Regions from separate parts of the Mus musculus genome. Here all the other regions are linked to region 2. The links are chromatin contacts, called in public HiChIP or PLAC-seq maps. All regions are on one chromosome and are shown on one strand. Each heading gives the region's core, a stretch centred on a gene start, on an enhancer-like site or on the middle of the called end of the contact. The rest is flanking DNA. Distances are from core to core; before and after follow the strand shown.

What was found. HiChIP or PLAC-seq counts read pairs in DNA pulled down with a chosen protein or histone mark.
Region 1: an H3K27ac HiChIP or PLAC-seq map of embryonic stem cells shows a contact between it and region 2, with 6 times the contacts expected there. The contact joins the promoter of Dmtn here to the enhancer-like site in region 2. A contact is called at or near these places in 1 of 39 promoter capture datasets (hippocampal neurons), 3 of 484 Hi-C or Micro-C datasets (cardiomyocytes, cortical neurons and palatal mesenchyme) and 5 of 115 datasets of contacts at active chromatin or transcription factors (embryonic forebrain, embryonic stem cells and forebrain).
Region 3: a contact with region 2 is called in an H3K27ac HiChIP or PLAC-seq map of embryonic stem cells, with 4 times the contacts expected there. The contact joins the promoter of Nudt18 here to the enhancer-like site in region 2. A contact is called at or near these places in 1 of 39 promoter capture datasets (cranial neural crest) and 3 of 115 datasets of contacts at active chromatin or transcription factors (astrocytes, embryonic forebrain and embryonic stem cells).

The regions. Positions count from the first base shown.
Region 1 is chr14:70,625,442-70,629,684 of GRCm38.p6, forward strand. Dmtn (dematin actin binding protein) reads right to left here and starts at 1,624. Exons shown (of 16, transcript NM_001252662.1): 1 at 1,298-1,624.
Region 2 is chr14:72,504,729-72,508,958 of GRCm38.p6, forward strand. No RefSeq gene overlaps it. Among named protein-coding and RNA genes, the nearest start is that of Gm30500, 15 kb to the left of the region's middle. Within about 2 kb of position 1,738, at least 63 of the 459 cell types and tissues checked have an H3K27ac peak or open chromatin away from gene starts, as enhancers often do. A contact at or near this core is called in embryonic stem cells, where this site is marked.
Region 3 is chr14:70,576,496-70,580,799 of GRCm38.p6, forward strand. It overlaps Nudt18 (nudix (nucleoside diphosphate linked moiety X)-type motif 18), which reads left to right and starts at 1,329. Exons shown (of 3, transcript NM_153136.5): 1 at 1,329-1,615; 2 at 2,417-2,630; 3 at 2,839-4,304. The coding sequence starts at 1,454. The coding sequence ends at 3,434.

The DNA.
Region 1 (4,243 bases), core at 374-2,873, 1.9 Mb before region 2:
GTTCCTTATAGATCTGAGTCCTGAGGTATATATAGCTGGATCGGCAGATCTGGGGAGGAGAGGAAACTCCCACCCTAAATCCAGATTCTAGAATTCAGGAGAGGTCCCCATTCCACTCTCCCCACACGTGAGCTCTGAAAGAATTCTGCAGACATTGCCCACCAGTGGGTAGACAGATGCTCTCCTAGCCTCAGAAAGACCAACTAGCTGTATGGAGACAAGACTCCCAGGAGCATACATGCAGAAGACAGAAGAGCTCTGCCCAACACATGGCTGCTGACAGAACTGCACATGGGTGCACACAGGGACTCTGCCGCCCTCCTTGCCAGAGCACTCGCCCACTCTCCCTGCCAGACCCCCACACAATGACACATGGTGCTAAGGACACCTACTTGCACCCACCCACTGATCCTCCCCTTGGCACCCGTCATCTGTGCTCACAGCTCCCTGGCATGGCCTGCTGAACCCATCCCTGTTCTGAGCACGTGAACCCCAATACTCCCAGTGCCCTCACCTGACCCATCCCCACATCCCTCCACTCCCACTGCACCGTTGCCTTGCTTGTCTTAGACCTACAGCCTGGCAACCAGTCTTCTGGGAGGAGACGCACAGGTGTGCCTGCCCAGCAAAGGAGTATGGCGTGTCTGGTGCCGAGAAAGGAATCCCTTAGGACCCCCGGGGCTCTCCAGGTTTATTCAGCACCCAGTCTCTCTCAGTACACTAGCTGCTCGCAGGCAGAGAGCCAGGCTAAGCTCTGCAGTCACACCCTGCTACACAGCCTCATTCTTCGACGAATCCCTACCCTAACCAGGCTAACCTCAGCTAGGAGGGGCTCCAGAGTGGGCTGGAAACCAGCGGCTTTGGCCCCCTCAATGGACCCCTGCCACTCCAGAGGGCACCTGGCCTGGCGGGAGGGAGGCTGCCAAAGATGTCTTGCATCATTCAGCAAAAAGCTAACAGCTCCCTCCACAGACTGTGCCCCATGCTCCCACCCCTTGAAATTCTGGCCACAGAAGCTTGGGGGGGGGGGTGTCCATGAAAGGGAATGCTGGGGCCCATATGGACTCTTTGCACGGCAACAGCCTAGATCCTTCCTCCCAAATAAAAAGGGAGTTTGATCGGGTCAAACCCAGCTGAGCACCTTGTCTGGCCACCTAGGCCTATTCTCCCACTGACCATTTTCCAAAGCTGACCCTGTCCTAGCATCTCTGATATCACCCAAAACCATGGCCAGATCCAGAGGTACAGCCCAAAATACCTACGTAAAGAAAGAGAGGCAAAAGACCCTGTCACCTACCTCCTCCCAGACAGTGGGGCCCAGGCTCTCTGAAGCCCCAGGAAGCAAAAGGCTAGGCCCTGGTCGACTGGGTGGCCGCGTTTTCTCAGGAATCTAGGTAAGAGGCAGCTTCTCCAGGAACCCAGCCGCGCTTTACGAAGCACAAATAACAGGAAGAAAGCCGGCTTAGGGTGGGTGGGTGGGGTGGGAGCTGGCGAAGGAGGGGAGCTGGTCTCAGCTCAGCGGTCTGATCTCCCTCCTGAACCCCCACCCGCTTCACCAGTCCCCTGCTGCTCTGCAAGCCACCGGCTTGGGTTCCCGGAGCTGGGGAGTCCGAGTCTGGTGTCTGGTGGGCGGGCAGGACGAGGAGCGGTCTCTGGGCGGGCGGGCCCCGGGCCCCTCCCCACCAACAACTGATAGTGGCGGGCCCCAGGGTGTGTGAGTGTGTGCGTTTGGGCGTGTTGCTGGTCCAGTTCATCTCAGCTGCTGCTGCTGCAGCTGATCCATTTCAAACAAGGGGCTCATTCGCTGGCATCATGACGAAGCAGAATCGGCTGCGCTGCGTTTTCCCCCTTTCCCATATCCCGGCTCTGCAATATCCACACTCAGAGCCTCTCCAGCAGAGTTCAAGTTAGCGGCTGTTACTGATAACTGAGGGGAGCTATGCCCACCCGGCTCTCCAAGAACCTGCAATTCAAACCCCATTCATAATGCTCCACCATCTTCCAGAAGCAGATGAGAGGCTCTGTGGGGGATCCCCCCACCTCTGGGACAGGGAACAGCAGGGGCACCCGAATTGGCCATCCAAACATTAACCCTCTCTGAGGAGGACAGATAGAAGGATGGAAGGAACCAGGTCATAAATACATCAGATTCAGATTGGATTTTCTGTAAACTTGATCCCCTGGGGATCGTAGTAGGGGCCAGGGAGAGAATGAAGGACCGATTTTTCCCAGGAAAGCTGTTTTTGCAAAAGGAAGCTTTCTATCAGATGGCATCCATATTCCAAAGAGACATGCCTTCTCTCTGTGGCAAAACTTCAACCATTCCAGGCCTCCAATGTTGGCTTTGGGGTGCATCTAGAAAGCCTAGCCCTCTAACCCCTATTAGCACTAACTGGCCTCTTCCCCACCTCCATGTCGGCTGCAGACTTGCCTACCTAGGCAGCCTTGCCGTTGCCCTGGTAACCACTGCCCACAGCCGGTCAGCTGATGATAGCAGCAGCTATTGGGGCAAAGCTAGGATCTGGAGAGGGGGCTCTGGGGTTTCTGAATGGAAAAAAAAATCTCAGGGGGAGGGGCTTGAAGGAGACAGGTAAGACTATGGCCTCAGCATCCGACCGACCGACCGACCGACCGACCGTCTTCAAAGAAAAGAGGACTGGAGGAGACAGGAAGGGAGGGGTGTATCTGGAGTAGCAGAGGACAGGGACGACTGTAACCTGAAGGTGGCTTGGGCAGAAGGAGAAATGACAGAAGGCAGGTAGCTGAGTGGCCGTGAAAGGGGGAAGGAGGACCGGGAATCCAGGCTTAGCTGCTGGGATGCAGCCACTGTGGGCCCTGTGGAAGGGGCAGACAAACAGAAACAAAACCAAACAAACAAAACCCCACCTGGGCTAGGGGAGGGACATCCAGTCCCAAGGAGATCTGCGTGGGGTATACCTTTAATGTGTAGGAAGGGGACACAGCCTTGGAGGAGGAGCTACCAGTCCTTCTCCATAGCTAGCCCTGTCCTCAGCCTAGCCTCTCACTGTCCCTTCAACCCCACCCTTGCCGGCCAGCCTGCCCGCCCCAGTCTGGGTCTGAAAGAGTGGTGGGGAGGGAGGCCTACTCCTAAGCATTCCCCATCCCTCTGGAAGACCAAGGACCCAGGGATCTGACACTCGGCAGGCCCTTCAGATTCCTGACTCTGCTCCTGCCTAGTTTCCTCATCCCTTGATTAGCAGTCCCTTCCAGACCCCACTCCAGGAGACATGTTTTCCAGTATAAGGGTCTCCAGAGGTATGCTGGGAACGAGATGATGTCAGAAAGGAGAGCTGTAGACAGGAGTGTAGAATGAGGTGGGTTAAGAGCCCTGGGTAGGAGTCAAAGATCCAGGAGGGGCGTCCCTGCCTGACGGAAGAAATCAGCCTATGAGGCAGGGGAAGAGAGAGTCCAGGGAAAGGGCCAGGAGGAGGGGAGCATGAAGGAGGGTTCTCAGTACCTTCAAGGGCCCGGGGCGTGGGGCAGGAACACAGCAGCCTCTGCGGTGACATACACCTCCATCCCTCAGCGCATCTCCTCTCCGCCTCCCGTTGCCAAGACAACCTCCTGGCAGCCCAGGCCCAGCTCAGCAGCGATGGGAGGGGGAGGAGAAAACGCAACTCCTATTGCTTCTTCCTCAGGGAAGGGAGGGGGCCTGCAGAGCCTATAATGCCCCTAACTGTACCATACCAAGGTGTGCCCGCCTCCCACTCCCTCCTAAGCCAGGATAGGCTACAGGAGTGCTCTGGAGGGAACCGTAATTCAGGGCCAGACAACAGGCTGGATGGCAAGAGGACTGCCTTATTCCAGGCAGCCCATCCGGTAGGTGGGGAAAGGTGAAAGGGACACAGGATTCACAGCCCTGGTGTCAAAAAACCACATTCCAGAAGGTCACTGGCTGGGCTGGACATGTGGCCATGGGCTTCTACCTCTACCTGGGTACCTCTTTCAAGTCCCCAACCTCCCCCTACCTAGACAAAAGTCTGAGTCCAAGAGAGCCTCTTCTAGTCTCTCTAGGCCCAAATCCACTCCTCCACACCTCAGTCACACAGTGCTTGGCAATGCCCCCAACCCCCATCAGCCAGACATCTCCGGCAGGCAGGAATAGTTCTAGAGCCCAGTTGGCCCAGGAGCCAAGAGGCCCAGGGAGTTAGAGCTCCCCCTATCGTCCGCATGTTGTCAAGGTCATCCGTTGCTAGGAGGAATGTGGTGTGGAGGTGGGGAT
Region 2 (4,230 bases), core at 488-2,987:
GGGATTGCCTTGCAGCTTGTTGAAGAGACAAACATGGAAAAATAAATCAAAATCCAGAGCTGACTGCCTAGTCCTGGGGGCAGACAGACCCAGGAAGACCAAGTTGCACTCGACTGAGTTTCTTCACATCTACACATCTGAAAAACAGGCTTCTGAACAGCTGCAGGTTTTCCAAAGACCTTTCAGTTTTCTGGATTGTTCTGACACCATGCTAGCACACTGTAAATACTGTGTGTTCACTGACTGTGGTGGTTTGAATAGGTTTGGGCCCCATAGATTCTTGTGTTCAATGCTTGGACACAGAGAGTGGCACTATGAGATGTGATCTTATTGGAGTGGGCATGGCCTTATGTCACTGTGTAGGTGGACTTTGAGGTCTCCTATGGTCAAGCCCCACCCAGTGTGGTTGGAATCATAGCCTCCTCCTGTCTGTCTTCAGAGGACAGTCTTCTCCTTGCTGCCTGCAGATGGCGATGTAGAACTCTTGGCTCCTCCAACACCATGTCTGCCTGGATGCTACCATGCTTCCATGACAATGGATTAAACCTCTGGAACTGTAAGCCAGCCCCAATTAAATGCTGTTCTTTATAAGAATTGCCTTGGTCACAGTGTCTCTTCACAACAATGGAAACCCTAACTAGGACACTGACTGACATACCGCAGGACTTTGTGAATTGCTGAAGATCCTAAAACTGTCTACCCCCCTTACGATTAGGGGTGTGTTCCAGTGATGACATCATCTAAAAGGCTACAGTTTGAAGTCTCTCAACAGGCACAAGGCAATCTACAATAGCCATGGGAAACAGGAAATTTTAATTTTCAAACTCACCACATAAATCATTTTAATTATGAGAAAGGAACACAATAACTTAAAATGTAAATATTGTTCAAGAAGTTGGTCAAAATTCTTTTCTTGTTGGCAAAGAATGCAATTTTGTGCCACGATATTCTGAGGCATCCCATTGCTATAACGGAGGAAGTACAGCAGCTGCTTCAATGTGGGCCACAGGTTAGACTGTGAGCTTATTTGCTGAGGCAGAATTCCCAGGAAGAGCAGGATCTTTACTACCTGTGTGACCCTCTGTGGGTAGGCTCCTGCCTCTGGGTGAGAGTGAACTGCAAGAGGAAAAGGAAAGACCTTTTACAACACCTCCCCTGGGCGGGCTGGTTCTCCAGTGCATATGGTCTCTGAGTGAAAAATGGGGACATGACCATTCCAAGTTATTGTTGACAAGGTAGATAGGATGGAGAGAACAGCCAGAGGCATTTGGAAGGGTCCAGACTGAACATGTCCTGCAAACTGAACTGGGGGGGAGGAGGGGGGTGAGGAGCATAGCAAGCAGGGCAACAGAGATCCAGGAGGGGAACCTGTTATGAAATGTTATATGCCAATGGGTGGGGGTACCTGGCGGGCCCATGTCAAGGTATCTGTCACGTCACAGACCTGGTATAGGGAGGTTTATTTGGGGGAAGGGAGGGAAATGAAATGAGGATCTGGAGAAGGGGTAGAGACAGACAGAAGGGAGCAGAGTGCAGAGAAGCGGGGGGTGGGGGGTGGGTGGGGGGGTGGGGGGAGAGGACAGAAAGGACAGAGGGAGGGGAAGCAAGGAAGGGGAGAGGGAAGAGGGAAGGGGAGGAGGGAGAGAGAGAGGCCAGCAGTCCTTTTCCTATGCTGTACTTGGCTTGTACCTAGCAGCGGCAGGTGATGACATAAGCAGCTGCTAGGGCCCAGGGAGGAGCCCAGTGGAATCGCCTGTAAGCCAACAGAGACAGCAAGGGGCCAAGAGGCTCCGAGAGGGTATAGCCAAAATGGCTGAGATTAACTCGGGAAGCGAAGCAGGGGGAGGGGATCGGAAGCCCAGCCGGACCGCTCAGCTGAGGACAGTTAGGGTGGGGAGCAGGGTGAGGAGTGCAGAAAGGACCCACAGGGACTGCGCCTTGTCCTGTGTTTCTTTGAGACCTAAACAGGGTTTATGACTTAAAAAAAAAAATGCCTTGTGAGGCTGAACATAACTCAGTCACGGACTGCAGAGATAGGAAGAAAGTACAAACAAACTTTCTCGGCAGCCAGTTCCTTCCGAGATTAAGTGACAAGCTACTGGGGAGGCCGCCTAATCTCTTTTGTCTTGTTTTTACCCTACCCCCACCTCCATTTGAAGCTAAATCTTTCCGGCAGGGGGTCTGTCAGCCTTGGGCAAAGGATTGGTTTGGTTTTGTTGCAGTTTAAGAGGGCTGACAGTTTGTGACTTAAAAGAGCAGACCCAACAACCACTCCCATAGCTAGCATAACAGCTGTTTCCCTCAGGACCATTTTGTGAATGAATGTCCCATTACTGGTGATGTGAGGTGTGAAGTTGATGAATGTACATTACCTGGCTTCGTTTGATGCCTATCCCAGCCAGAACCAAACTGCCCAGCCAGGGAATTTGTGCCAAGTTAGCTGGTATCTAACTATCACAGTGATGTTTACAAGTGTCCTCCCCTCCCCCACCCCCAATCTACTTTGCAGCATACTTCACAGGCCTATCACTTAGTGATGAGTGAAATGGTCCACAGATTCGGAGTCGAAGTTCTTTCCGAAGTTTTTAGGGAACAGTAGGGCATCTTTGACATGTAGGATGTTTGAAAGCTGCCGAGGTTAAATGATGTTGGAGGCTCGTGTTGGAGGCTTCTTGACAGAATGAAAACTGGAGTGCGAAAGTCCCTTACACAAATATTGATGAGCCAAGAATCCTGCTCTGGAGGATGAATAGTCTCTTAAAGGCTCACTGTAGAATGCAGATGTGATTTCCTCCTCTTCTGAACATGTACCATCAAATACATACAGATCAAGATTTCAGGTCAGACACTAACGTCTAAAATATTATTATACAAAAAATACTTTTTAAAAAATGTTCTTAAAAGAAACATCTCGGTTCTAACCAATTCCAAGTTGACTTGAGGCCTCGGAGATGTGAATGGTCTGGGGATACCTGATGCTACTGATTGTCCCTGGGGCAGCTGCTAAGTAAGGCTTGGGGGACCCTGTTTGCCCCAGCTTCTAGGCATATCGCCAGGAAAACCACCTGGACCTAGCCAATCCACCCCGACACAGCCTAGGCCATCCATTAAGGAGAACAGGCACTCTGTCAGATCTTCAGGAGCCAAGAAGGAAGGCCAATCATTGCCAAAGTTGCCTGAGCATCCCCACAAGTTTCAGAAAAGGATTGTGGAAGCATCCTGGAATCTGGGAGCTCCGGGGTATCACACAGGTGGCTGGGCCTCATAGTGCAGCACTCAGTAGCCTTGAACTCATAACCATGACCCTCATATAGTAGGAAGAGTTTGGTTCCCATGACTGAAGCCACAATGTCCCCAGCATATTCCTGGTTTTGGAGACGAAACTGTTCTTTCTCCATACATTAGGGACCCAGGGAAAGCCTTGAATCAGTCTAGCCCTCACCAATGCCTGTACAGGCCTGTATTCCCAGTACTTGGGAAGTGGACGCAAAAAGATCAGGAGCTACAGGAAACTTGCCTTATAAAAAACAAACAAAAGGTTGAATTCATAGAAGCAGAAAGTAAAATTGTGGTTGACCGGGTCTGAGGGAGTAGAGACTGGGAAGTTGTGAGTGTGTGGGATCTCATTTGGGAACAAGAGTTCTACGAACTGGTTGGGAGGCAGTTGCTCAGCAGTGTGGATGTAGTGAGGGCTGCAGGTGCTGTGTTCTTGAGATGATTAAAACGACCAATTATAGTATATACACTTTACTACCGTTGGTGTTTTAAATGACGTTGTACATAGAAAAGGGACGCCAAGGAGACAATGGCTCCTTACACATGTCCTATTGCATGTTTTCTAACAGACGACTGTGCTGGATCATTTTATGTCAGCTTGACGCAAGCTATAGTCACAGAAGAGAAGGCAAACTCAATGGAGAAAACGCCTCCACACAATCTGGCAGTGGGCAAGCCTGTTAGGCATTTCCTTAACTAGTGATTGATGGGGGAGAGCCCAGGCCATAAGGATGAGGCCACTCCCTGGGCTGGCAGTCCTGGGTTCTATGAGAAATCAGGCTGATGCACCATGGGGAGCAAGCTAGGAAGCAGCACCCTTCCATGGCCTCTGCATCAGTTCCTGCCGTGTCTGAGTTCCTGTCCTAACTTCCTCCGGTGATGAAGGTAACGTGGAAGTATAAGCCAAATAAACCCTTCCCTCCCCACATTGTGTTGGTCATGGTGTTTCATCAC
Region 3 (4,304 bases), core at 79-2,578, 1.9 Mb before region 2:
TGGTTTTGTGGTGCTGGGAATTGAACTCAGGGCCTTGTGTATGCTAGGTAAATACTCTACCGCTGAGCTATACTCCCCAGTTTCACGGTGTGTGTGTTCTTGTATGTGCAGGTGTGCTCTATGGACTATGGCTTTGAGACCCTACCTGGAGAACAGGTGGGCTGCCTGGTGACGGTGTTCAGATAGTGCATGGCTTCTCCCAAGCTCTCTTGGCTTCTCAACAAGTATGGAAAAGGAGGGCTGTTACAGACCTACTGTACAGATGAGGACATTGAGGCCACCCAGGGCACAGAGCACGTCAGTCAGCAGAGGCTGGATGTCTGGCTTTTAAACTCCAGAGCTTTGTCAGTACCATCAAGCCACTGTCCCCCAAAGGAGGTACACAGAGCCAGCAGTGGGGGAGGAAAGGGAAGTCTGGGATGGGGTGAGGAGCCCAGACTTGGCCTGCTTTGTGGATTCCTCTCAGCTGGCCCTGCCTTCCTGTCCTGAGTGGAGGTTAAAGAAGCTCAGAGGAAGAAAGGTCAGGCTGGGAGAGAAGCAGGAGCTGGCCAAAACAACCCACACCCTGTTCCTCATGACCAGGCCCTGGACGCTGGGTAGGAGGGCACCACCCCTGCCCTCTAAAGATGGAGTCTGTTTCAGAAGCCTGGGAAAAGCATTGGGCACAGGATCGGATGCAGGCTACAGTGCTGACTTCAATCTCCCTTTCATTCATCCCCCCCCCCCTTAGCTTCTTCTCATCCCCAGCCTTGTCCCACCTTGACCACCTGTCCCATCCCTCCTCTGAGGCTTGTCAATCACGTTCCCCATCCCCCACCCCACCCCCAAACCAATCCTTTAGCCTCGGACTCTTAAAATGCCCTGTGTCCATCGACCTAGACAGATCAGAATTTCTAACGCAACGTTATGTGCCTGAGCCATACCACATTCAGAGCATTTTAACGAAGTCAGAAAGTTATTTGGGGCCTATTCGTCGTGAGCACTTCTGTGGTTCGTTTATGATAAAAGCTGGACAGTGGGAGCGAACGGCGGAGTCTGGGCTTCCGTAATGTCATCGGACGAGTGACGCCATCGACCCTGGTCACAGTGGTGTTCATCACCCTACAGGCAGGATGACATCACCGTCGGAACCCGCGCGGACAAGTGCGTGCTGGGTGAATTAGCTAATCGCTAGGGAGAGTGTGAAGTGAGGCTGAAACCCAGGAGAGGAGGGGGCAGAGGGAGGATCCCGGCGCCCCGCCCTCCCGATAACCGCTGCGAGCTGGCCAATCCGGGCAGGCCGCAGTGACGCGCAGCCTATCAGCGACCAGGTCTCTCCCGGAGGTTCCGTGTTAGTCTTGGCCCTCAAGTCAGGGGAGGGGGCGAGGGCGCCGCGGCCCACCGCAGCTCAGGTCCCGGCCGCTTGCCTCCGGGGGTCTGGCAGGTCCCGGCTTGCCACCTCCCCGGAGACTTGATGGCCACGGAGGGCCTGGCAGGGGCGCTTGCCACCGTGCTGGGGGGAAAGGGGTTGCTGGTGCAGAGCTGTGACTCGGAGCCGGCTGGGAAGCCGCTGTTTCCCGTGCGGCTGCGGAAGAATGTCTGCTACGTGGTGCTGGCCGTGTTCCTCAACGAGCAGGTGAGCGTCCGACCGGCCGCTGGCCTTCGGCTGGTCTCGGGAGCGTGCCGCCTGCCCTGATCTGAACAGGCGAGCCAACGGCCGCTGCCTGTATGTGGCGCTTCCCAATGTTGCAAAGCACTCTCAACACTAGCAGCTGAGCTGAGATCGTCCTTCTGTAGACTCTATAATATGGAAGGAGAAGCCGAGGTCCCGGGGCGGTTTATCTCATCCACTAGACCTCGCCCCCCACCAGGAGAGGCCTGTAATATGCCCCCTTCCTTTCCAGGAGTCTAGACTCTCCCGGCGCCTCGGGAGAGTAATGGGGAGCTTACATGCAGGCCTCCGATCCTGTGAGAGTTCTTTTTAGTGATCACTTCTGCACAAGTCAGCGTTATAAAATCCTGGCCAAGAAGGGGTAGGTTGGTATAGGGGTGGAGCTAAGTTTCAAAGCCTCAGACCCTAGATTGAGGACTTGACACAGGCGGTTTGTAAGTCCCATGGGAACAAGAGCAAGACAGTGGCATAAATGAGTCAGTATAGGAGTGGTGGCAACCTTCAGGAGGAAGCCTCCTAGAGCAACGCCCAAGGTCCTCAGCCCCTTTCTACAACAGAAGTCCCTCTGGGTTTGAGTTACAGCAAAGCGGAGACAGCCACTGCTTTCAGCCATATCAGGGCCTGACTCCTGAGGATCCAGCATCCTAAAGGTGTCTGTCTACCAAGAAGGGAGCTTTGGGCTGCCATCCAGGTAGGGGCTACTCTTCTGAAGCCCCCAGACTGGCTGGGTAGGAGTGAAGATTGTCTCACTTCCCTCCCTCCCAGGATGAGGTGTTGATGATACAGGAGGCCAAGAGGGAATGCCGGGGGACATGGTACCTCCCTGCAGGAAGAATGGAACCAGGAGAAACCATCGTGGAGGCCATGCAGCGGGAGGTGAAGGAGGAGGCAGGGCTGCTCTGTGAGCCAGTGACACTGCTGTCCGTGGAGGAGAGGGGCGCCTCCTGGATCCGCTTTGTGTTCCTCGCTCGACCAACAGGTATCCCCCACCTAGTGACATTTCTCACGGTCCCTCATCCATAGCCAGCCATACTGTGGGCTTCTGCTTATGGCCATTGACCTACTACGGGCTAAGAGCTTTTGGGGGTCTCTCTCTCTCTGGAGTGTTGGGGTGGCCATTTACTCTCTCAGGCTCAACCCTTCTCATACTGGCCCTCTTCCCACCCCACCCCCCAAATCTCTCCTAGGCGGAGTTCTCAAGACTTCCAAAGATGCTGATTCTGAGTCCCTCCAGGCCGGCTGGTACCCACGGGTCTCCCTGCCCACACCGCTTAGAGCCCATGATGTTCTGCACCTGGTAGAGCTAGGCGCCAAATTCTGCCAACAAGCCATGCACCCTCTCATTCTGCCTCAAGAGCTCCCCTGCAGTGTGGTCTGCCAACGGCTGGTGACCACCTTCACAACAGTCCAGTCGGTGTGGGTGTTGGTGGGCACGGTGGGGACACCTCACTTGCCCATCACTGCCTGTGGCTTTACCCCTATGGAACAAAGGGGCGGCATCAAGGTGGCCATCTTGAGGCTCCTACAGGAGTGTCTGACTCTGCACAGTTTGGCAGTGGAGACCAAGGGGTTGCTTGGGTTGCAACACCTAGGCAGAGACCATGTGGATGGTGTCTGCCTGAATGTGCTGGTGACCGTGGCTTTTCGGAACCCAGGAATCCAAGACGAGCCCCCAAAGATTCGGGGTGAAAACTACTTTTGGTGGAAGGTATTAGAGGAAGATTTACAAAAACTGCTTCTGTACAGACTCCAGGAATCTTCTGTGATCCCCCTGAGCAGATAGAGAGATTCCAGCAGGGACCAAAAGCTGAGCTGCCCCCTCCCTCTGAGGCAGAGAAAAGGCTGGCAGTCAGGGATCTCATTGCACATTTTGAGGGGGCAGGGACCACACATTGAGCCCAAAGGGAGGGTGTCTTGAATCCACTTTTCAAGGGCTCAGTTCTGAGGGCACACAGTACTTGTCTTTTAAGTTGGTGAGGAACTTTTTGAACCCTAAATGGCACCATCTTTGTCCACTTTGGAAAAGGCTGCATGTCAATCCTTCCAACCCCATAGGAATGTAGAGAGGGATGGGACATGGGGGACGCATCCCTCAGGGCAGAGTCCTCATTGCTGAGTAAAAAGGTATTGCTTAACCTGCCTGCTTGCCTAAATGTCTGTGTGGGGAGGATATGGGGCACTGTCCCACCCACAGTCACCCAGGTCTTTCCTCACCGTGTACACACTGATGCTATGCAGGGATGTAAGGATCCTGAGGCAGACATCGATGCTCGCTGAAGCCTCGACCCACCCAGGCTCTTTTTAGTGTTCCTGTCCTGTCAGGGCGGGCGTGGGACTTTGAAGTGACCACACCCCTAATAAAAGCACAGCTCAGACCTGTCCAGGTGTTGAACGGTTCGGTCTGGTGAAACTGCCTAGGGAACAAGAAAGAGCTGAGGATGACACGTTGGCCTCTGCCAGTCTTTTTCTCTTTGAGCTTCCTGGGCTCTGACCTGTTCCGTGTGCTCTCGGACCTGGCTTTTTGGTTTTTGTTCATGTCCCTGTCCTCAGTTCATGTCGCCCAGGCAGACTGTGAACTCTTATAATGTAGCTGGTGATGACCTTGACTCATCCAGATTCTGCAGAAGTCAAGCCCTTTTATCAATGGGTTACA